Linked DNA regions of Mus musculus: all the other regions are linked to region 1. A link is a contact called in public promoter capture Hi-C data. All regions are on one chromosome and are shown on one strand. Each heading gives the region's core, a stretch centred on a gene start, on an enhancer-like site or on the middle of the called end of the contact. The rest is flanking DNA. Distances are from core to core; before and after follow the strand shown. Region 1 holds the start of Cadm4 (cell adhesion molecule 4). Region 2 holds the start of Bloc1s3 (biogenesis of lysosomal organelles complex-1, subunit 3). Region 3 holds the start of Ppp1r37 (protein phosphatase 1, regulatory subunit 37). Region 4 holds the start of Clasrp (CLK4-associating serine/arginine rich protein). Region 5 holds the start of Relb (avian reticuloendotheliosis viral (v-rel) oncogene related B). Region 6 holds the start of Tomm40 (translocase of outer mitochondrial membrane 40). Region 7 holds the start of Nectin2 (nectin cell adhesion molecule 2).

Region 1 (3,108 bases), core at 156-2,655:
AATTCTCAACTCCCTATAGGAGACCTCAGCCCTGCCTTTGCTCACCAGCAGCCTCCCCATGATGGATTCCTGGGCAAAGTAACTTGACCCACCGCAGGGGAGTGTCCCATGGTGGATATAAGAAACACAGGGTTCTAAGTGTGAGCATTCAGGTGACATTTCCTGACCTTGTCCCCAGCCTCAGGGTCACCGTGTCTTGGGTGGGGGCTGGGGGGTCCTCCAGATTCCCATAGTGAGTGAGAAAGACATGTGGATGTCCTGGAGGGGGCTCTTCTGTGAAGTGTGGCTTGGATGTGTGAACGGGTGGGAGGGTTTGGGGGAGACATTTGTGGAATCCACGTGTGTGCTCACATGCCAATGTTCCCTATATGCCACTTCACACATCTATACTGTCACTGCCCTGCCTGACACCACTCTTCTCCAGGAGCGAGGAGGGATACAGAGATGGGAAAAGGAGGATGGAGGATGCATGGAGAGAGGAAGCAGATTTGGGGGAGAGGGAGACAGTGGGGTAGAGAGGAGAAAGGAGGCAGCTAGGCAACAGAGGCTGCTAGAGAAATGGGAGAATGATAGGGGACAGAGAAGGGAAGAGATACAGGATGTCAAGGAGACGGGGAGAGAGATGGTGAATGGGGACATAGAGGGACGACAGCAGCACAGGAGGCGGCAGAGTGAATAGAGGATGGGGGGCAGGCAGAGTGACCCAGGAAAAAGGGACAGAGGTGGGGGACAAAGGCGGCGTGGAGAAACGGGAAGGGGGAAACAAGGAGAAAGGAGGACAGAGGGAAGGAAGGACAGGACTTGAAGACTGAGGGACAGAGGACAAGGGCTGGGGGAAAATGAGAGAGAGAGAGAGAGAGAGAGAGAGAGAGAGAGATCTAAAGACTAGGACCGAAGGACAGTGGGACCGGCCTGGAGAAGGAGGGCTTGGGGACATAGGGGGAGGGAGGGTCTCGGGCCCTTTGTCCCCGCGGGATCGGGGCCTGTGCGGGGTGGGGGGGCTGCGGCACGGCGGCCGGGGCCCGCGTCCCCCCTCCCCTGCCCGCGGCTCTGGGCTCCTGGCCCGCGCTGCGCTTTGTCCCGGGGACGAGGGTCTCCCGCAGCCCCCCCCCCCCACGCAGCGCATTGTTCCGGCCTCTGCAGGCCCCCAGGCGACCCAGCTGTCACAGCGACGAGACCCCCTCCCCAACCCGACCGCAATACGCACACCTCCCTCGTCACCCCGATCCAGCCCACCGACCCGGCCCCCACCTCCGTCACCCTACCTGGCCCCGCCGCGGCCGCCCACAGCAGCAGCAGCGGCCACTGGAAGCGCCGGGCCCGGCCCATGGTGCCGCCGCCGCCGCCGCCACCGCCGCCGCCACCGCCGCCGCCGCTCGCTCCCGGCCCGGCACCTGCACCTCCCGCGCCGTCGACCCCGCCCCCGAGTCCAGTCCCGCCCTCTGCTCCGCCCACTGCGCGCCTTGGTGGGCGTGGCGTCAGCTAAGGGGCGGGGACCGGACGGGGACAGAGGGGCCCAGACAATGCGGGGAGAGGGAGGACGGGAGCGCGGAAGGGCGCGCACGGGGGTGGGAGAGCAGGACAGCATGCGGACCCGGGCGCGAGGGCAGGGCGTGAGCGTGACGGCGTCGTGGGAGCCAGTGGGGGAGGACTTGGGAGAGCGGAAGGTCGTGAGGGTCGTGTGAAGGTGCAAAGGTGTGCGTGCGTGTGCGCGCAGGCGTAGCCTGGACTAGCGGAGCTCCCTAGAGGACGCTGCACGGGAGACACGGGGAAGATGCGCAGGAGATGCACCGGAGTGTGCGCGGAAGATGCACGAGAGATGCGTGGGAGAGGCGCGGGAGATGCACGGGGGAATGTATAGAAGACACACGGGAGATGCGGGGAAGATGCACGGGGGTTGTGCAGAAGCTGCTTGGGAAACCCATAGGGGGTGCGTGGGAGATGCTTGGGAGATGCGCGAGAGGGCGATGCTCGGAAGCGCGCGAAGGTGCGGGGTGCTGGCGTGTGCTGTGAGTGTGAGCTTTGGGGGAGAGGAGTGTGATGATGCCACAGTGAATGTGGGCAGGGAAAGACTGAGAGGCTGGGCAGCAGCGGGTGGCTGAGCAGGTATGGACTTCTTTGGGCAGGGCATAGAATAGTGTCCGCTCCCTCCCTCTAGTCCTGACCATGACTCGCCAAGTTTCAGTCTTCTTTCCCTGGGAGGGGCCTCCAGAAAGCTAACCAGACTGGAAGGAAGTCTTAACCCTAGGCCCTGGGGAGAGCGAAGCCCCTGCCTGGGGCAATCTTCCAGGTATGGCATCCAGACGCTGTACTCTTTCCCACACTGTCCAGTCAAGTCTGTCTGTGTGACTCTGCCTTTCAGGTTCTGTTCCTCATCCTGGGGGGCTGACTCATCCCTCCAAACTTTGCTCTCTTTTTTCTTCTTGGGTGTGGGTTCCCCTGAACCCACCCCTGTGGCCACCTGAAGGCCTGGAGCAGGCTTATGACTCATAGGACCAAGAAGAGGAAGAAAGTGAGGTGCTGGTGGCCTCTGCCTCTCACAGGACTCAGGGACAGCAGGTAAACTGGGTCAACATATGCCCATTCTGAAAAGCTCGGCTTTTTATTTTCTCTCCATCACTTCTAAACTGTTGTATATCCAGGTCAACCAAGGGTCATCATCACATGACACACTTCCTGTCCAGTGCCTAGCTCCCAGCATCCTCTCTGTCTTTAGTCCCAAATTCATCAACTCTTATGTCAGGACCAAAACTCCTAGCATCTTGTTTCAAGGACCAAGGCTCCCAGCAGCCTCTCTGTTCTCTACCGTAGCTCCATATCCACCCACAGCTGTGAGCAGCTGCATTTCTTCCCAATTCTCGGCTCACCACGTAGATTAGGGGACGGAGTACAAAGCCGCTCATCTCTGTGATGCGAGCGAGGTGAGAGACTGTTTCGGGAATACTTGTTCAGGGTCTATTAACCGGTTTTTTGTTGCCAGTAACTTGGTGACAGAGATTGGATGAGTTCTGAAGGAAGCTTTACTTTGGCAAGCTCTCGGGAACTGCATCTGCCGAGGGCCTTTTTGTTGAGAGTCCTCAGGGTGTCACGTGGCGGGAGACAGAAAGC
Region 2 (3,108 bases), core at 340-2,839, 5.0 Mb after region 1:
GGAGGATCACCAGAAGCCAGCTTGGGTCATACAGTGAAAACCTGCTTCAAGAGTCGGGTTGGCGTAGGGATACTCAGGGAAGAAAAGAGAGAGCAGAGCAGTCTCTGCAGCAGGTCTTGAACTCCCACACAGTCATGGAAGTTCAAACTGCCATGTAGCCTATAAAATCAGGGAGGCAGCCGGGCGTGGTGGCACACGCCTTTAATCCCAGCACTTGGGAGGCAGAGGCAGGTGAATTTCTGAGTTGAGGCTAGCCTGGTCTACAGAGTGAGTTCCAGGACAGCCAGGGCTACACAGAGAAACCCTGTTTCGAACCCCCCCACCCCCACCCTCCCAAAAAATCAGGGAGGCTCCTGAGACCTGATGATCGGGCCACACTCCCACTAACTCTATTACCTCAGCTGTAGGGCCCCCAGTACGGACACAGTCGGTGGCAGCAGTTAGGAGCTACGAGGAGAGCCCTGGGCAAGCTCATATCTGTGCAGGCTCACAGAAAGCTATTTTAATCTCTTTATTAGAGTCAAGGTGACACAGAGCAGAGAGGAAGCAGGCTCCCTCCTTCCCAGAGCATGTGCCTCTGCACAAAGCAGCTTCTTCATGACCTCCCTAGGATGAGAAGGAAGACAATGGGAGGTGGATGGGAGTATGACACACAGGAAGGCACAAAGGAACACATAAGTGGTGGTAACTATTATTGATTACAATATTTCAGTGATCCCAGCGCCACCTTCCACATTACCGGGTGGGGTCTTTACTCATTACAGGGGCAAATCCATACTAAAAAACTCACTGTGTGCTGGGGTGTAGCGCGATCAGCACGCACTTTATCCAGCACACAGGCAGAGGGGACAGATGAGACCGGGTATGGTTGAGGGTGCATTTTCTAAGGAGGAAACGGAAGGATAGGAAGATTAAAGATGTTGAGTTGCATACTAAGTGGGTGGTGAGGCGAGCCCTCATCTGAGCCCAATAACAGCCAATTACCCTAATTATCAACGGCGCCCCAGGACGAGGCCTAGAACTGAGCGCCTTGACCCAAGTCATCTCGCTCCGCCTCAGCAATGACCTGCCATAAGGCTCGATCACACCCCACTTCTCCACCCCGAGGCCACGGCGTGCCGCTCACCCCCGAGCCTGGGTCCGGGTCCGGGGCCCACAGCTCCGCCACCATCTCGGTGTGCAGAAACTCGAATAGCACCGCGTCCGCCATACGCCGCCTCGCGACCCTCACGCCTGGCCAACGCTTCCGGCTCCCATTGGTCAGCTCGGGAGGTAGGCCCGATCTGATTGGTGATCCTATTTAGCTCCGCCTGCTTCTTGAAAGCCAGGAGGCGGGTCCACCGAGCCCCTTCCTTGGCCGCGCTGTTAACATCTTCCGCCCTTTCTTCGCTTCCCTCCCTGCTCCCGAGTCTTCGGACATCCAATTGGCTGAGTCTCTGATTCCTGTGAGGGTCCAAGATTAAAAAAAATAAATTTACGCGTCAAACGGAATTTTCCTAAATACATAAGCAAATAAATAAATAAACCCACACTACGGAAGCGACTTGTCTAACCGCTTTCCTATTGGCCATAACTCGGCTCACGTGACGCTGCGAGAGACCGGCTCACTTCCGCCAGGCAGCGGACCCCTTGGGCTCGGAGCCTCGGAGACCCGGTATGGCCTTCCTTCCGGGACTCTGGTGTCGGTGGCTCTTGTTAAGGGTCCCCTCGGGCGGCTGTCCTTTCTGTTTGCCCTGGTGCCTATTGCGGCCAAGTGCTCGCTGGCCAGGAGGACAGTGGAGGGTGTGGCCTGTGCTGGTGGGACTCTGGGAACTCTTGGTTACAAAGCTTTTAAAACTTACTTTATTATTGTCAGTATTATTTTGAGACAAGTTCTCACTATGTATGTAATGTTGGATGGCCTGGCACTATTGAGGATCAGGCTGATCTCGAACTCACAGAGATCTTCCTGCCTCTCCTCCGGTGCTGGGAATTAAAGTCATTATTATTATTTTATATTAGTTAATGTATATATACGCGTGCGTCTCTAGCACGCGTGTAGAGCTCAGAGGACAACTGTACGGGCCTCAGTTCGCTTCTTCCACCATGTGGGTCCCTGGGTTCGAACTCTTGGCGTCAGGTTTGATTGCAAGTGCCTTTTCCCAGCTGAGCCATCTCGTGTGACCTAGTTCTAAGGCTTTGCCTGGACGGTCCTTGATGTCCCCGGTGTGCACACAAATGATACAGAGGTGCACAATTCCAACCCATGTGTACACGAGGAAACTGAGGCCCAAGTCAGGACTCGCTGGGGATGGCGGTGAAGGGGCTGGGACTCGGGACCTCACGTCCGCTCAATTCCTCTTCTCCAGCTCCGTGCCATGGAGTCATCCCAGGGTCGGCGGAGAAGGCCGGGGACAGTGGTACCTGGGGAAGCTGCGGAGACCGACTCGGAGCTGTCTGCATCCTCGTCCGAGGAGGAACTATACCTGGGTCCCTCGGGCCCTACGCGCGGCCGTCCCACGGGGCTGCGTGTGGCCGGGGAGGCGGCGGAGACCGACTCGGAGCCTGAGCCCGAGCCCACGGTTGTGCCGGTCGACCTGCCCCCGCTCGTGGTGCAGCGCGATCCGGCGGAGACTTGGGGCACGGAGGAGACCCCTGCCATGGCGCCTGCGCGCTCGCTGCTGCAGCTCCGGTTGGCTGAGAGCCAGACGCGCCTGGACCACGACGTAGCGGCTGCGGTGAGCGGCGTGTACCGCCGTGCGGGTCGCGATGTGGCCGCCCTGGCGGGGAGGCTGGCGGCTGCTCAGGCCACCGGGCTGGCAGCCGCCCACAGCGTGCGCCTGGCGCGCGGGGACCTCTGCGCGCTCGCCGAGCGCCTGGATATCGTGGCTGGCTGTCGCTTGCTGCCGGACATACGAGGGGTCCCTGGTATGGAGCCCGAGCAGGACCCGGGACCTAGAGCCTAGGCTGTCACTCTGTGTCCCCCCACCTGACTCTGCCTCTTGGTGAACATTCGTACCACCTGTGGCATCTGACTCTGTTTTTGTTCCTGGATCACCGAGGCCTCCAATGCGTGGTAGCATTTGATCAATGCCGACAGAAGCCGAATCCTCGCATCTTCTTTGATAT
Region 3 (3,108 bases), core at 343-2,842, 4.9 Mb after region 1:
TGGCTTTTTACTAGAAAAGGCCTAGACAGGGCCTTGGCTTACACTAGGTTTCAAGGTTCCCTCTTGGTGATGTGGTCCACTGCAGTCACCTGCAGGTTTGTCTTCCCACGGAGGGGACTGGGAGTGGTGGTGGTGGTCACACTTGTGTGCCAGTGCCGTGCCAGTGCCCGGGAGCAAATGCTGCAGGTTGGTGGTTAGCGTTGAAGTTTTACCCTTCCTCAGTTTGCTCTAGCCGTCTAGTGAGGGAGTCTGTGTCCCCTGTTTCAGCCCCTTGTCACTAGAAATCTTTCAGTACATGATATCTGGAAGCAGTTCCTAGCTAAGCACAGTGACCCAAGTCTGTAATCCCAGCATTTGGTGTGGGGAAGGGGGTGTAGAGGCAGGAGGAGCCAGAGATAAAGCCTGTCTTTCCTACATGGCAAGTCAGCGGGCAGCCTGGATTACATGAGAACCAGTAAAACCAAACAAAACCCAACCCTCCCCCCCCAAACAAAGCCCACTTAATGCCTTTTGGAGTTCAGAATGTAACTGAAGGTTTGCATTAATTATAGGGGCTTTTGGTACTTCTCAGTCTCCAAAGTGTGCTAACCCCCAACTGTGAAGAGGAAAGCAGCTACCCTTAGCAGTGGTCTCAGTTATCAGTTCACACTGGAGCCTCCCTCCAGTTCCAGCCTAGCTCTCTACTTGGCAATGCTGTGCTCGACCCTCCTCAAATCCCGTTCTGTGGTTTCAGTCCCTGTGCCAGTGGGCTTTAATGAGCTGAGAAGGAAAAGCGAAAGTGCCCAGATGAATCCTGAGCTTTGGAATCGACCCCTTGGAGGTGTGGCTTAGGCTCGCTCAGGTTTGGTCAGCTGGTTCATCCCGAGCCTTTGGAATTCCTGCTCCCAGTTTTTGTTTTGTTTTGTTTTTATAGCAGGTTCATGAATACCTAGCAGACTCGTCTAATATTGTAATTTACATTTGATACAATTTTGACGAAAATTGTGCTAAAGTGTGCTCTTCTGTCGCTTCTGTCACTTGTACGTACTCATCCGATATTCAGCTTGGCTCTCAGCTCTCAGCACCTCCATCACTTTATCCTGCTCCCAGTACTTGGCTTAGCCCCACCAGGGTCTCCTGCTGTAGCACCTGCTTGTCTGAGGCTCCCTTTGTAATCCAGCCTAGCCTCGAATTCGCAACCTCCTCCTTCAGCCTCTCCAAGGCTCGGTTCACAAGGCGAGTCACTACCATGTCCAGCAAGTGGTTTTTTAATTAATATCTGATCCGTATTTTATATTTTAAGTTACTCATTTCTTGTAGACGCGTAGAAATCAGAGGACAATTTTGTGGAGGCGATTCTTCTATTTTTACGAACTCAGACGGCTTTAGCCGCTGACAGCCCTCTCGCAGGCCGCGGTTATAGGATTTGTATTGAATCCTTTCCCGAATTACTTGGGCTTGTGACGAATGTGCGGGAGCCTGACTGTTGACAGCTTGGCTTGTGGGGGGCGGGAGGGGGCGGCTAGAACTCGCGCATGCGCGGCGCTCCGGGAGACAGCGTTCATAGGCCCCGCCTCTGTGTTCTGCAGTTTGGCTCTGCAGATTCGCCGGTCACGTTTCTTTTTTCCGCGGAGCTTACTGTTCTTTGTTCCGGTCTTCCTGTCGTCCTCGACACGGTTTTTTTTCAGAGCAAAAGCTTGAGTCGGTGCTATGCTTTTCTCGGTACGCAGCGGGCCCTTCGGCTTGTAGCGAAAGTGTGGCTGCGGAAGAGCAGGTACTCGCGGAGCTCGGCGGAGGCGCGTTGGGGCTCCCGGCGACTGCGACGACGACGACGACGACGACGACGAACGGAGCGGACGGAGGCGGCGCTTGAGGCAGCGGCGAAGCCCATGCCCCGGAACGGCGGGAGGACCCGGAGAGACGAGTCCGGGGCCCGGGGCATGTCCCCGGGGCCCCCGTGAGGAGGAGGAGGCGGCGGCGATGGAGATCCCGCCGCAGGAGGCTCCGCCCGGGCCGGGCGCGGACGCCGACGCGGACGCGGAGGCCGAGACCGAGGAGGCCTCCGCCGAAGCTGAGTCTCCTACCGGGACCTCGCCCCCGGCCGATGGCCGCCTTAAGGCTGCTGCCAAGCGTGTCACGTTCCCATCTGACGAGGACATCGTGTCTGGAGCGGTGGAGCCCAAAGACCCCTGGAGACACGGTAGCTTTGGCGAGGGTTGCGGGGGAGAGCCTAGAGGCGGGTGGGACCGCCATAGGGCCGACCCCCACGGAGGTGGCCCGCGGCAAATGGTACTTATTGGTGATTTCAACGGTGCCTAGGTTAGAGCTGGAGGCAGAGAGGGGTTGGCGGGAGAGCTGGAAAGGTCCACAGGACTGGGTTTTCAAAGCCTAACCTTGTTTGGGAGTTTGGGAGGCTGGCAGCCAGCCTTTGAGTTCATGGTACACTCAGGGATAGATGAAGAGAGCCTGGTTATAGTATTGGGGGAAAGGTAAGTGCCTGAGTCCACGGGATGGTGAGAGCGAAGCAGCTGGTCTGTAAACCAGGAGGCAAAGCGTAGCCGGCTATGGCCATTGCTCTTTTGGCTGAAACGAGGACGGAAATAAACCCAGACTGTACAGAAGTTTGTAAACCCTCCGACTGGGAAAGGAGGGTCAGAGGCAGCAGGTAGTAAAGCAGAGGACGAGGTGGCCAGTTTGCCTGTGTGCGAGGAATTCCGCAGTAAGGTTCGGCAGCAGAACGCGGAGCCCGCTTTTACCAGGGTTTACCTGGGGAAGGACTCGGCAGTATTCCCTACTCAACAGAAGGTGACTTACATGTTGGGAGATGGGAAGATCTAAGATCTAGGCCTGTTGGTGGGGAGGTGGAACTGGACGGGCACTTGGAGGAGTGCATTGGCTTTGATGGCTTTGAAAGGGAAAAGGTTGCTGGGGAGATGGACACAGGCTAATCCCATTTCTGAGCTGAATTGTGTTTTGCTTGGGTGGAGCCTGTGAAGTGAGGTCACCCACTGGCCGTGTTCTATGGAAGCTAACCTGCTTGTCCAGGAACAGACAGACACGACTGCCAGGCTGTGGGCAGCAGAGTGGGCAGCTGGTAGCTTTGATGTATGTGGGCACGGGTGGGGGTGT
Region 4 (3,108 bases), core at 338-2,837, 4.9 Mb after region 1:
ATAGGAGCTCACGATGTGTGATGGCTATTCTTGGTTGTCAACCTGGCTACATCTGGAACTAAAACCCAAAAATGGGGGGGGGGGCATGCATGTGAGAGATTTTTGCTTAAATTGAAGTAGGAAGATCCACTTACTTTTTAAAAAAGATTTTATTTATTTTATGTATGTGAGTACACTGTCGCTGTCTTCAGACATACCAGAAAAAGGCATTGGATTCCATTACAGATGGTTGTGAGCCACCATGTGGTTGCTGGGAATTGAACTCAGGACCTCCAGAAGAAGAGTCAGTGCTCTTAACCGCCGAGCCATTTCTCCAGCCCCTGGAAGCTCAATTTCTAATCTGGATCTTGAGATGGGAAGACACACTTTTAATCCAGCTCTAATCTGGGCCACGATTTCTGCTGGATTGTATATAGGGATGTGGAAGAAGGAAGCTTTAGGTATTTGCCTGCTTGCCATCGTCTTGCTAGCAAGTCCATTCCTTCACTGGCGTTAGAGCCTTCTCTGTGGTTCTAGTGTATACTGAAGACCAGCTGAGGCATCCAGCCTTGTAGCCCGAGCATCTACTGATCTACTGAGTTCTTGGCCTTTCTGTTCCTAGCCTGCTATTGTTGAATTAACTGAACACAACCTACAGATAATTTTTATTAATCCCACATATATGTCTGTGTGTATACATATATATTTATATATACATATACACGTACATATATGTATACATATATATGTACATATAGGATTAAATAAAATTATATAATATATATGTGTGTGTATACATCTCAGAGAAACATACACCTTCAGGCATACACATAATATTTTTTTTCCGAGACAGGGTTTCTCTGTGTAGCCCTGGCTGTCCTGGAACTCACTTTGTAGACCAGGCTGGCCTCGAACTCAGAAATCTACCTGCCTCTGCCTCCCAAGTGCTGGGATTAAAAGGCGTGTGCCACCACTGTCCGGCAATATAAATCTTTTAAAAAGACTTTTCTATTTTTGTATTTTATGCATATGGGTGTTTTCTCGGCATGTATGCACATCAGAATAGGGCACTGGATCCCATAGGACTACAGTTAAGAGACTGGTTGTTGGGCTGGTGAGATGGCTCAGTGGGTAAGAGCACCCGACTGCTCTTCCGAAGGTCCAGAGTTCAAATCCCAGCAACCACATGGTGGCTCACAACCATCTGTAATGAGATCTGACTCCCTCTTCTGGAATGTCTGAAGACAGCTACAGTGTACTTACATATAATAAATAAATAAATCTTTAAAAAAAAAAAAAAAAAAAAAGAGACTGGTTGTGAGCCCTATGTGAGTGCGGGCAATTAAACTCAGGACCTTGGCGAGAGCTTCCAGTTCTCAATCGATTGTCACCACTCCAGCCCCTAAAAGAAATAAATCTTTAAAAACAACAACAAAACGTGTCTGGAATTCTGGGTTCCTCTACTTAAGCTCTCACTTTTAGGACAGGTCCCAGATGGTGCCACCCTGCAGGCCCCGCCCATAATCGCGAGAGCCACGCCCACATCCCAGAGCCCTTCCTCTCGACCGCGGAAGTGCCTTTTGTGCAGCGCCGCCTCTCTCCTTCGCTCAACCTCTCACTTCCGCTTCCGGTGTGGGTCGTGAGCGCGCGCGAGCGCAGCAGTGGGAGGCGGCGACTGGCCGGTGAGTGCAGGCATCCGACCCCGACCTCCCGGCTTCCGAGCGGTGGCAGTCGACCTCATCCTTGTCCGAGGCGCTCCGGAGATCACCGTGGGTGTCCGCCGGGCCCCGACGGCGGCCCCGCCTGCTTCCGCCCTGACAGGCCTCAGGCTGCGCCCCTCGCCCCTCCTCAGGCCCGAATCCGGGCTTTGGGGTTCGGCACGGACCCTGGTCCCCAGACGCAGCTCCGTCCCTGTCTTTCACCCATCGCTCCGGCCCAGGGCCGCACTCTCTCTTTTTAGCCTGCCTGGCCGGCTTCACGTCCCTCCTTTAGAGCTCAGCCGCCTGACCATCTTCATCCTCTGTCCACGCCCTTCACCTGGCCTCACCCCCCTCCCCAAGCGTGTCTGGGCTGTGCTGTTGCCTCTCTCCACTAACCTACCTTACAACACTGCTGCACCCCCCTCCCGTACCATGCATGGTTCCTGCAGAGGGATCTTAGGGGTTCTTGTGAGCCCAGCCCTGGCAGCTACGGATCGGTTTCAGACATTCCTTTTATTTCAAAAATTCCATTTTTATTTTTCCAGACAGCATCTCACTATGTAGCCTTGGCTAGCCTGGAACTTAGTACATAAACCAGGCTGGCTCCATACTCAGACATCTGCCTGTCCTGCCTTCCCACTGCTGAGATTCAAGGCATGCACCATCACTCCCAGCCATTTTTTTTTTAATTAAAGTAGGATCTCCATATTTAGGTTACACTGGACAGTGTAACCAAGGCTGGCCTTGAACTCAAGACAGTTCTGCATCAGCCTTCCAAAGGCTATCTACTCTATAGTCTTTCATATGGACTTTAGCGAGCAGAATCTAGGAGGATTTTTTTTCCCAGGAGAAGATCTTACCTAGGTCACAGAGAGCTTTCTCATAGTTCTGGAGCTACTGCCACAGGACTGTTAGGAGTCCTTTTGTGCACTCAGCGTCCTGGTCTGCAGCAGGGTCTCTCTCTCCCCTGAAGCCATGGGACTTGGAATTTAGTCCATCAGGATCAACCCCAACATGTCAGAGGACTGTAACTCTACCCACGTGGTCTTTATAGTCCCTTTGACATGTCTGGTGCCCTCCTCCCTCAGGCAGAAGCCTCAGCACCATGTGGCACGAGGCTCGGAAGCATGAGCGGAAACTTCGAGGCATGATGGTGGACTACAAGAAGAGGGCGGAGCGGCGTCGGGAGTACTATGAGAAGATTGTGAGTGAGCAGACTTGAGTGTGGGGCGGGCGGGCTCCAGAGGGAAGGGCCCTGGGCTTGGAGGTGTGTCAAGGCAAGAGCTCTTTTTCCTCACAATCCTAGTCGTCTTCCCCCACACCCCCTTCCACTGTGGCCATTTTTCTATGGTGTTGGAGATAGAAGTCTGGGCCGTGCAGTGCACCACCTGAGCTGCCCTTACCCCGTCTCTTGTTAGGTAGATGGTCT
Region 5 (3,108 bases), core at 194-2,693, 4.9 Mb after region 1:
TTTTTTGTTTTATTTTGTTGGTTTGCGTTGAGACAAGGGCCTGCTATGCAGTGGAACTCACTACTTGTCAGTGGATCTCCTGCCTCTGTCTGTCCAGAATGGGCATATTGTGGCTACAATATCTTTCTGTGTGCTGCTGAGAACACAGCCTAGAATCTCATACATGCTAGACAAGCATTCTATCACAAGCCACATCCTCAGCACTACAGTTGGAAAACCTCAAGGAAAGCAGTGATTGGTGTGTGTGTGTGTGTGACTGGCAAGCTTATTCTATGGGAGATGTCCACTCCTGGGCTTGCTTATGACACTGGAACATTTCCCTCTGGTACAAAGTGAAAAAGAATATGATTCAGTGTGAAAGTTACATGATATTCCCATTTCTATATTTATCAAATTATGTTCTAATAGAACATAGCCACATCCCTGTTTCTGGTCCTTGGCTGTTTATGTAAGATGGCACATTTGAAAATTAAGACCATTTGGTTCTCAAAGCCTGAGCCTAATGTCTTTCATTGCAAGAAAAGGTTTGCTCTAAGCTGGACGTGATGGTAGGTGCCTGGGATCCCCAGGACTCAGGCTGAAGCAGATGGATTATCATGAATTCAATGTCAACCAGAGCTACATAGCAAAACCAAAACAATGCTCTTTGCTTTGGTGTGCAACAGTAGATACCGGTGCCACATCATTCACTGCTGCAGTTTTCTGCCTCTGGAGCAAGAAGTGGGCCTGGTTTTAGTAATGCTGTACCCTAGTTTTCATTACAGGCTGCAGCATATGGCAAGTGCTTAATTATGCGTAGGTTGCTTGAATCATTGATCACACATGCTATGATAGAAGGGGAATGGAACATACAAGTTTCTATAGGTTTCTATAGGTTATAGGTGCCATATATCACCAACGGGCTGGGACTGTAGCTCAGTATTCATGAAGCCCTGGGTTCAACACTCAGTGCTGCATAGACTAGGTGGTGGTTCATGCCTGTCGTCCCAGCACTGTGGAGGGACGAATCTGAAGGATCCATGGGGGCAAAAGGATCTGCAGTTCAAGGTCATCGGTCTGGGCAAGATGAGACCCTATGTAAATTTTACTTCAAACAAATTATCAATGGCTGCTAACTTCCCACTCCTGGCTTCATTTGCCAGCCTGAAAGATAGCAGGTTCAAGCCCTCGTAGGGGAAATGGAATGCCCATTTCTCAGCTTGTTCTGTGGGTAGGGCGCAAGTGGACCCGGACGGACCTCAGTGGTCTTGGCCAAGGCAATGGGCAGCGACTCGCACCCGGACCCTGCGAAGTGCCAAGCCTTCGCTTCCCGGCCGACCCCGCCCCCGCAGTCACGTGAGCAGCGGGGGTTTTCCCATTCCCTTTGACGTGACGTCACGGAGGGGTACGAGCCAATGGGTGCGCAGGCCGGCGGCGCCGGGGAATTCCGCCGCCCCGCCCCCGCCCGCCGCCCGCTCGGCCCGGCGCCCCCCGCAGCCCCGGGCGCCGTGCGTCCAGCCCGGCCTTCGGCCCTAGCCTTGCACCGCTTGCCCGGCCGGTGATCGTCCCAGCCGACCGGGCTGTCCGACTGCCCGGCTTGCCCTCGTGTGCGCTCGCCCTGAGCTGGCCTTCGGGCTGTCGGTCCCTACGGGCCGGGCCATGCCGAGTCGCCGCGCTGCCAGAGAGTCCGCGCCCGAGCTAGGGGCCTTGGGTAAGCAGAGTGGAACCTCTGGGGCGGGGCTCGGGCTCGGGGAGTTCGGGGCGCTCGGAGTCATCTGCGGGTTTCCGCAGGATTCGCGCTTCGGTGCGGAGAGTACAAGGGTGGCGGGGACACTGCGCGAGGGATAAGGCAGAAGGTAGAGGATGGTGAAGGGTCTTGCCGGGGAGATACAGGCTAGGCGTCCCGCTAAGGAGTGAGAAGGGGGCGGGGCCTGAGCCTGAGGCAAAGAAGGGGGCGGGCCGGGCGGCGGTCGAGAGGAGGGGCGGGGCATAACTCTGAAGGGGAGGAGCCATACACACAGGGGCGGGGCAAACTCAGAGGAGGCTTCTGGTTTACAGAGTGGGTGAGGCTGCTCTTAGGAGTAAGGGGCGGAGCCTAATTCGAGGAAGTGGCTTTATTCTCTCCAAACAAGGGGGACCCTTCTCCCGCAAGGCTTAGGCCTTTAGAGGCAAAGAAAGAGGCGGGGCCCAGCTTCAAGATTTAAGGAGGAGCGGTGCCTGACCTCGAGGAGGAGGATCCAGGACTGTGCTTGACAGGAAATAGGGGCGGGGTCAGGCTCCAAGAGCAAGAAGAGGTGTGTGGCTCAGTGAGTGGGCGGGACTTACCCTTGGGTTGGGGTGGGGGAAAGTGGGGCGTAGTGGCAGGTCTAGGGAAAGGGCAGGGCCTGTTTAGAAAACGAAGGGCGGGGCCTGACGATGGGATTGAAAAGGGGCGGGGCCTGCAGCGAGATGGGGGAGAGGAAAGTTCTCCAGTGACGAAGTATTGGGGCTCGGATTTCGCCCTGAGGGAAGAACGGAGACGGGGGTTTTCCTGAGGCATCAGGAGTCCTCCAAGTCCCACCTTAATGGGGAAAGTAGCGGATATTGAGTGATGATTGGCGGAGTCAAAGGCAGAAACGAAAAGCCAGAACTTTTTTCAAGAGTTAGAGAAGAGCCGGTTGTGGTGGCGCACTTGGGAGGCAGAGGCAGGCGGATTTCTGAGTTCGAGGCCAGCCTGGTCTACAAAGTGAGTTCCAGGACAGCTCAGGGCTATACAGAAAAACACTGTCTCGAAAAACCAAGAAAAAAAAAAAGGAGTTAGAGAAGGCTGGCCTGCACCTGAGCTCGGTAAGGAGGAGGGACTTTATTCAAGGGACCAAGCCAGAGAGAGGAGCAGGCTCATCAGAGTCTCTGGTCCTGCATTGTTTGTTAATCCAGGTCTCCATCTCACAGGTTCCAGTGACCTCTCTTCCCTGTCACTAACGGTCTCCAGGACCACAGGTGAGCAACCCCCACAGCCCCTGCCCACCTGCTTGTAGGAAATGGGATTGGAGGAGCCCCCGTGGAGAGGGAATGAGTGTACCCACTTTGCAAGCTTTGTCTGTTGGTACTCTGTCTGTACTCCACCCCCACATTTCTCTGGCAATAGCC
Region 6 (3,108 bases), core at 349-2,848, 4.8 Mb after region 1:
GGAGAGGATTCCCCAATGTAAGGTAGGACCTCCCCATCTCCACCTACTCCTGCAGGCAGGAATCTCAGGTTTCTCACACCCTCTCCTCAGCACCCAGGTTCCTGTCTCCAGAGCATGAATTCCAGGTCCAATGCTAGAGGGGAGAACCTAATGCAAGTGTGCCTTGCCACCCCAAGTTTGGGAGACTCTGCTCTTATCCTGAGGACTACTGAATTCTTTTAACCCCTACCCAGTGAGATGAGAACTACATATCCCTCTTTAGGGGATGGTGTGTGTATGTGTGTGTGATGGAGAATCTGGGCATCTGGGTTGGGAATTTTATTTTGTAAGCATTTCCTACATAATATGAGTTTCTACTTTGATAAAGTCTTGTGTTTTCTGTGAGATGTGAAGTGAGTGGGGTACAATGAGGCCTGAAGCTTGAAAGGCATCCGTGATCTGTAAGTCAACAGAGAATGGACTCCCCTCCCTCCCCAAAAAGTCAAAAAAAAATGCCCCAGAAATTAATGAGTCATAAGCAAAACCGCATCAACCAAAAGAAAAAACGGTAGGCATGCAAGAAGTGTCTAAGATCATGAGGCAAATACTATTTTCAATGAAGCCCCCAAGGCGTGATGGGTAATGGAGCTAAACGAATGAGCCAGAAGCAAAGTAAGAAACGAGGGCTGTAGGCGTAGTGGGTAGTCGCCAGAAGGTAAAAGATTCCAAGATAGTTCATTAGAGAAAGGCCGGAAGGATGGGAAACGTGAACAGGCAGACACGAGCTAAACCGAGCCAAGGGATTGAAGCTCAATGAATGGGGGAATGAATGCTGGGTAATGGGAAAGGAATGAATGGGCCAAAGATAGAAGCTACAGTGACGCAAGGAGCAGACGGCATGATGGGTAAAAAAATAAAAGGGGGTGGGGGGGTCAAGGCAGCTGCGGCGTTAAGGGAGAAAGCGGCATTGTGGGTAGGCAGAGGCCGGCAGGTTATCCCAGAACTGGTTTGAAACCTTCCCGAGGCACTGTGGGAAGGGGCAGCACTTCCGGCTTTACCGTCGGGGACCCTGCCTCTCCACCGCGGTGCCTGTCGGGACGCGAGACCTGACCTTGCTGCCTAGCAGCGTCTGCAGCGCAACGCACCTCTACTGATGTCCCCTGACCCTGGCGCATTGGCCAATGAGAGACCTAGCACGCACGTCACCATGGCCGGCCCATTAGACATACTGTAGCCAATTAGAATGTGAGTTGAGCCAAGGTCCACCAATAGTCAAGGCATTTTCTGGGGCGGGTCTCCGCGCCTCCAAAAGGAGGGCGGGGCAATGAGCAGGTAGGCGTGTCAATGCGTGTGCTATCGACAAATAGCGAACTAGCTCCAGCCCCGCGGCGTCGCGAACCAATGAACTTGGGATACACGAGCCAATAGGAAGGTAGAGGAAGCTGCACTGACTGATTTCGACTAGGAACCAATAGGAGTAGGGCTTCAACAGAAGGGTGGAACTTCCTGCTAATTCTCCAATAGAATGTCTTTCTTCTAGGGCGGTGGGCGGATCTCGGAGGACACCGAACCAATAGAATCCATGGGGCGGGAAAACAGCGGTGGCGGCGGCGGCAGCGGGTTCGGTTGCGCTTAGCGCACGGGGTAGGAGCGGAGCCCAGGCCGGGAAGAGGAGCCGCCGCGGCCGCCAGTGAGAGCCGAGTCCGCTTTGGGTGGGAAGGGCCTGGGGTTGCATCCGGGGGTGTGCGTGTCGCCCCGATCCCTGCCCTCTGACCTTTCCCCTCGCAGATACCATGGGGAACGTGTTGGCTGCCAGCTCTCCGCCCGCAGGGCCACCGCCGCCTCCTACGCCGTCCCTCGTGGGGCTCCCGCCGCCGCCTCCTTCGCCGCCAGGCTTCACTCTGCCGCCGCTCGGCGGCGGCCTGGGCACTGGGTCAAGCACTGGCCGTGGTTCGGAACGGACTCCCGGGGCTGCGGCCAGCGGCGCTGCGGCGGCCTCGGAAGATGGGAGCTGCGGATGCCTGCCCAACCCGGGGACGTTCGAGGAGTGCCACCGGAAGTGCAAGGGTGAGGGGCGCCAGGCCCGAGTAGCCCCAGGGAAAGGGAAGGGACCCCCCGGAGGATTGGCGCACATCGTTGCAATCATTAAACAGAACGTTGGAAGCTGATGATGGATTGGAAGGGTGGGACCTTGAACTTGGGGCTCGAAACTGCGATCAGATGATGAACTCGTTGGGGAAGAATGCCACAGCAGGAGGGAGAAGTCTTAGGGTACTGAGAGCCAGGGGACCAACCCCACCAAGATTCAGGAGTGTGATCAGGAAGGGAATTATAGTCCAAGGTCACGGTGTCAAGAGGTTTTCCCCAATGTTCCTGTGAGGGGTTCGACCCAAGGATCCTAGCCTAGGATCTTTTGACAATTTGATCATAAGAGGGAGGACATTCTTACTCTCGATAGTTAAGTGTGTTAACTTACTAAATACTGAGGACAGTTCTGTGTGGTGAGAACTGTAAGCATGAGAAGTTAGGCAGGAGAGTGAATTTCCTAAGTTGAGGTGACTGCACTGGGTTTAAAATGTGCAAAGGGCCAAGGTTCCTCTAGTGGTGGAATTAGTGAGATAAGAGTTTGTGAAGAGAGCTTGGGATGGGAGAAGAATCTGGGGTATGACAGCATCTCTCTTCTGCAGAGCTGTTTCCAGTTCAGATGGAAGGTGTCAAACTTACAGTCAACAAAGGGTTGAGCAACCGTTTCCAGGTGAGCCTTTCTGGTGCCTTGACCCTCCAGAGGTCACAACAGCGATACTCCTCCATGCATACAGATCCCCTCACTCTTAAAGGCTTGGGGTTTTTGGTAGGTAGCAAGATTCAGATAGCACTCCAATGGCACCACTGGCCAGGGCAGAGGTGGGAAGATCGTACTCCCAAGACCAGACCAGCATGCATCAAAAGACCCTATATCAAAACATAAAAGACAAACTAACAGGAAGACTCAAGAATTCCAGGGTGACTACTTGGGGCCTGGGGGAGTTAGGGTTTAGGAATCCATAATTCTTACCCTACAAAGTCAAGTAGGAGTGGAAACGGTGAGTGTGGCGCCCACCCCAGCACCACTTTCTCACTAGAAACCTT
Region 7 (3,108 bases), core at 220-2,719, 4.7 Mb after region 1:
CTAGCTCAACTTGGAGTCAGTGCATGCCTACAATCCCTGGCTGGTTAGCCAGGACGACAGGAGATGCCATCTCATAAAACAAAACCAAGGTGGGTGGAATGGCTTCAAAGGTTGTGCCACCAAACTTGGCTACGTGAGTTGGGGCCCCGGCACCCACTTGCTGCTTCCAACTCAAAGCAAGTTGTTATTTGCCCTTCAGAAGTCAGCACGGCCTGCACACACACAAAATAATCAGCAAGCAAACAAATAGGAGCATTAACAAGAGTGGAAAGCAAGTTGGTCAGAGCCAGGGTCCACTCCTTGGGCCTTGCCACATGGGAGAGGGGCTTCATGTATGTGGCCGGTGGAGAAGGGGCCCTACCCCAGCCCAGGTGGCTCTCTCACAAGAAACCCCCAAATGCCTGGCCCTTGGGGAGGATTTGGCTGTCAGGTACTTCAGCAGCGGAGTACCTGTTCCCCTCCCCCATCCCCAACAAGTGGACCTTCTCATTAGCTCCACTCGGCGGCCCTGGGAATGTGAAAAGGCGGGTGGGGGTGGGGAGGGTGGAGCGTCTACGAAGAGACAAAAGGGCCGCCTCAAAACCAGCCACAAAGACCACAGGATTCTGGTGAGATAGAGAAAGTGGGACAAGGACAACCGGAAGGGACTGGTAGGGCCAGAGGACAGACTGACTGGTCCAGCCCCACCCAGCGGGGTTCGGCCTGCTGGGTTGGTTTATGCTGCCCCCTCGCGGAAGGCTGCGATATAAAAAAAGGATACTGGGTGGGAGGGACGCAGAGGCCAGATGCAGGGACAGGAATATTAAGAGTGACACAGAAAAAAACTATGAGACAAGAAACAGAAAGTGACAGGGACGCAAAGAGAGACGCACACAGTCAAAGGAATGCAACGAGACACGGGGACTAAGTGACATAGGCACATGGACAGACAAAGAAACACCAGAGCAGAGCCACAGAGAAACATGGGGATGCGGAGGGAGACTCAGAGGTAGAGAAAGAGGAGAAATCTGGAAAGAAATGATGCGGCGACACGAGAACCCAGGGCAGAGATCAGAAAGAAATGGGGTCCACTAAGAAGTGACCCCGACCTACCACAGCAGCAGGACTAGGAGAAAGGCTGGGACAGGGGTGTGGCCTCACCAAGGGGCGGTGCCTCAGGAAGGGAGGCCCTATGAGAGCCCACATACTCAGGCTAACCAGAGGGCAGTGGGGCGTGGTCTGGGCGAGAAGGCATGGCTTCTCCTGGTGGGAGGCGACCGGAAGTTTAGAAGGGGGTGTGACCGCGTCTCATTAGAGTGACCAGTAGGGGGCGCAGTGGGTCTTCCCGGGTTGTGTGTGGGCGTGGCTCCATGTCGAGTGGGCGTGGTCAAATAGTTAATTCCAGGAGAAGGCGGAGATAGAATCGTGGGGCCAGACAGGTGTGGGACGCGGGATGGGCGGGGTCTTAGCCCTGAGAGGGGCGGAGCCTGAGCCCTAGGATCGGCTTGGCGAAGAGGGGCGGGGCCTGTGACGTCATGAGTCCGGCCCGCTGGAGCTAAGCGAGGGGCCGGGGGGCGCGGATCCTGAGAGCCAGGCGAGGGAAAGCTGGGCCGAACGAACTGATCCGGGGAGCCGTGAGCGGCGGAAGCCGGCCTGGAGCCGGACACTTCAGACCCCTGACTGCCCTCCCAGCCGATCGGTACACGAAGAGTGGTCCCTAGGCACCCCCTGCCCGGGCCCAGTCCCTCCCCGGGCCCCCCATGGCCCGGGCCGCAGTCCTCCCGCCGTCCAGATTGTCACCGACGCTGCCGTTGTTGCCGCTGCTACTGCTCCTGCTTCAGGAAACAGGTGAAAACGCGCGGATGCCTTCGTCAGTCCTCAGAAGGGAGGGAACGGGGCATCGTCCCCCACCTCACTCCCAGCTCCCCGAGGCCCCTTTCCCTCGTGCCCCCTTCTAGGTTGGCCCTACTGATCGAGATTCTCGCAACACACCGGGCTCTCTCTCCGAGTCTCCTAACCTCCCTCTCTGCACCTCGCGTAATCACAAGTGTCCATTCTAACCCGGGTTTCTGACCCCCTCCACCTCCCTCGGCGTGGAAAGGGTTAAATCCTCCCCATCCTGTGCTGATCACTTATCCGGAATCTGGATTTCCGTCTCTGCTCTCCCCCCTCAGGAATGTGGAGAATGTTCCCCCCACTCACACTAGCTGGAGGGTCGTGATGGTGAGGAGGGACGACACCCCCCCCCCTTTTTTTTCTTTTCCTTCTTGTTGGGTTGGGCATCCGAGGCCCGGGGAGAATTGGGCGCGAGGGGACCCACAGTCGAGGTTCCCAAGACGAGTGTGTGTTGGGGGGGGGATGAGTTCGGTCTTTGGGAGCCCTTGGCAAACCAATGATGAGAGTTGGGGGCACTCAGGGGCAGGAAGGGTGTGAGTCTGGAGTGCAAGCCTCAGGGAGTTTACAGACACTGACCCCTGGGTTCTGGGAAAATTAAGAGGTTCTGCCTCCAGGATCTCAGAAGGCGAGCCTAACCCGGGTCTAGATAGAATTGGAGAAAAGGGGTTCAAACTTGTGGGTCTTGGGTTTAACTGTGGGCAAAGAGCTCTGCTCGCTGGGGTCCAGGTGCAGTTAGGGTCCAGAGGCACTATCTTGGCAGGTTCGGATTTAGCTGTAGGCAATGGAATTTAATGATCAAGGGACTCTGACCTTTACCCCTCTGCCCCCAAATATAATCAAAGGCTTAAAGACGTAGCCTGAAATTGGGAACTTAGTCGGCTGTGTCCCAGGTAGAGTCAGAGCCCGGGAGGTTTGCAGTTTTCCTCCCCTTCCCCCTTTCCTTGTGAGTGGCAACGTCCCTGGGGAAGTTTTCCGGTATCGCTTTCACCTAGTTTGGGAGGGGCGGGGCGGGGCTGGAGCGCTAAGAGTCCCAACTCCTGGTTTCGGGACCTTATCTCTCCTTTGGTCACGCCTTTGTCCTCGAAGCACTTGGAGAGGTAAATGGGAGGAGCCTCCTCTCTAAGACTCGCTCCCCTTTCCCCACCCCCCAGCCCTGGAGGGGACTTGGGGCTCTGCGAGGCCAGGGGGTGGGGGTGGGGGATGGGGTGAGGTGTAAACAGGTGTGCTGACCTC

The links. Promoter capture Hi-C pulls out the DNA fragments that hold promoters and counts their contacts.
Region 2: a contact with region 1 is called in a promoter capture Hi-C map of cranial neural crest. The contact joins the promoter of Bloc1s3 here to the promoter of Cadm4 in region 1. A contact is called at or near these places in 2 of 39 promoter capture datasets (cranial neural crest and embryonic stem cells).
Region 3: a contact with region 1 is called in a promoter capture Hi-C map of second pharyngeal arch cranial neural crest. The contact joins the promoter of Ppp1r37 here to the promoter of Cadm4 in region 1. A contact is called at or near these places in 3 of 39 promoter capture datasets (cranial neural crest, embryonic stem cells and second pharyngeal arch cranial neural crest).
Region 4: a contact with region 1 is called in a promoter capture Hi-C map of the HPC-7 cell line. The contact joins the promoter of Clasrp here to the promoter of Cadm4 in region 1. A contact is called at or near these places in 3 of 39 promoter capture datasets (the HPC-7 cell line, cranial neural crest and embryonic stem cells).
Region 5: a promoter capture Hi-C map of second pharyngeal arch cranial neural crest shows a contact between it and region 1. The contact joins the promoter of Relb here to the promoter of Cadm4 in region 1. A contact is called at or near these places in 4 of 39 promoter capture datasets (cranial neural crest, embryonic stem cells, frontonasal cranial neural crest and 1 more).
Region 6: a promoter capture Hi-C map of second pharyngeal arch cranial neural crest shows a contact between it and region 1. The contact joins the promoter of Tomm40 here to the promoter of Cadm4 in region 1. A contact is called at or near these places in 6 of 39 promoter capture datasets (cranial neural crest, embryonic stem cells, frontonasal cranial neural crest and 2 more).
Region 7: a promoter capture Hi-C map of embryonic stem cells shows a contact between it and region 1. The contact joins the promoter of Nectin2 here to the promoter of Cadm4 in region 1. A contact is called at or near these places in 2 of 39 promoter capture datasets (cranial neural crest and embryonic stem cells).

What each region holds. Positions count from the first base shown.
Region 1 is chr7:24,480,320-24,483,427 of GRCm38.p6, reverse strand. It overlaps Cadm4 (cell adhesion molecule 4), which reads right to left and starts at 1,405. Exons shown (of 9, transcript NM_153112.3): 1 at 1,266-1,405. The coding sequence starts at 1,329.
Region 2 is chr7:19,506,851-19,509,958 of GRCm38.p6, reverse strand. Bloc1s3 (biogenesis of lysosomal organelles complex-1, subunit 3) reads left to right here and starts at 1,589. Exons shown (of 2, transcript NM_177692.4): 1 at 1,589-1,654; 2 at 2,349-3,108. The coding sequence starts at 2,358. The coding sequence ends at 2,945. It overlaps Trappc6a (trafficking protein particle complex 6A), which reads right to left and starts at 1,289. Exons shown (of 6, transcript NM_025960.4): 1 at 1,127-1,289. The coding sequence starts at 1,210.
Region 3 is chr7:19,560,882-19,563,989 of GRCm38.p6, reverse strand. It overlaps Ppp1r37 (protein phosphatase 1, regulatory subunit 37), which reads left to right and starts at 1,592. Exons shown (of 13, transcript NM_199149.3): 1 at 1,592-2,179. The coding sequence starts at 1,960.
Region 4 is chr7:19,602,965-19,606,072 of GRCm38.p6, reverse strand. It overlaps Clasrp (CLK4-associating serine/arginine rich protein), which reads left to right and starts at 1,587. Exons shown (of 21, transcript NM_016680.5): 1 at 1,587-1,661; 2 at 2,768-2,883. The coding sequence starts at 2,785.
Region 5 is chr7:19,627,773-19,630,880 of GRCm38.p6, reverse strand. It overlaps Relb (avian reticuloendotheliosis viral (v-rel) oncogene related B), which reads left to right and starts at 1,443. Exons shown (of 12, transcript NM_009046.2): 1 at 1,443-1,690; 2 at 2,911-2,958. The coding sequence starts at 1,639.
Region 6 is chr7:19,713,919-19,717,026 of GRCm38.p6, reverse strand. Tomm40 (translocase of outer mitochondrial membrane 40) reads left to right here and starts at 1,598. Exons shown (of 10, transcript NM_016871.2): 1 at 1,598-1,669; 2 at 1,768-2,046; 3 at 2,667-2,734. The coding sequence starts at 1,773. It overlaps Nectin2 (nectin cell adhesion molecule 2), which reads left to right. Exons shown (of 9, transcript NM_008990.3): 9 at 1-383. It overlaps Gm38955 (a long non-coding RNA gene), which reads right to left and starts at 1,563. Exons shown (of 2, transcript XR_881874.2): 1 at 1,038-1,563.
Region 7 is chr7:19,747,934-19,751,041 of GRCm38.p6, reverse strand. Nectin2 (nectin cell adhesion molecule 2) reads left to right here and starts at 1,469. Exons shown (of 9, transcript NM_008990.3): 1 at 1,469-1,827. The coding sequence starts at 1,740. It overlaps Gm34744 (a long non-coding RNA gene), which reads right to left and starts at 1,472. Exons shown (of 3, transcript XR_881878.3): 1 at 1,093-1,472.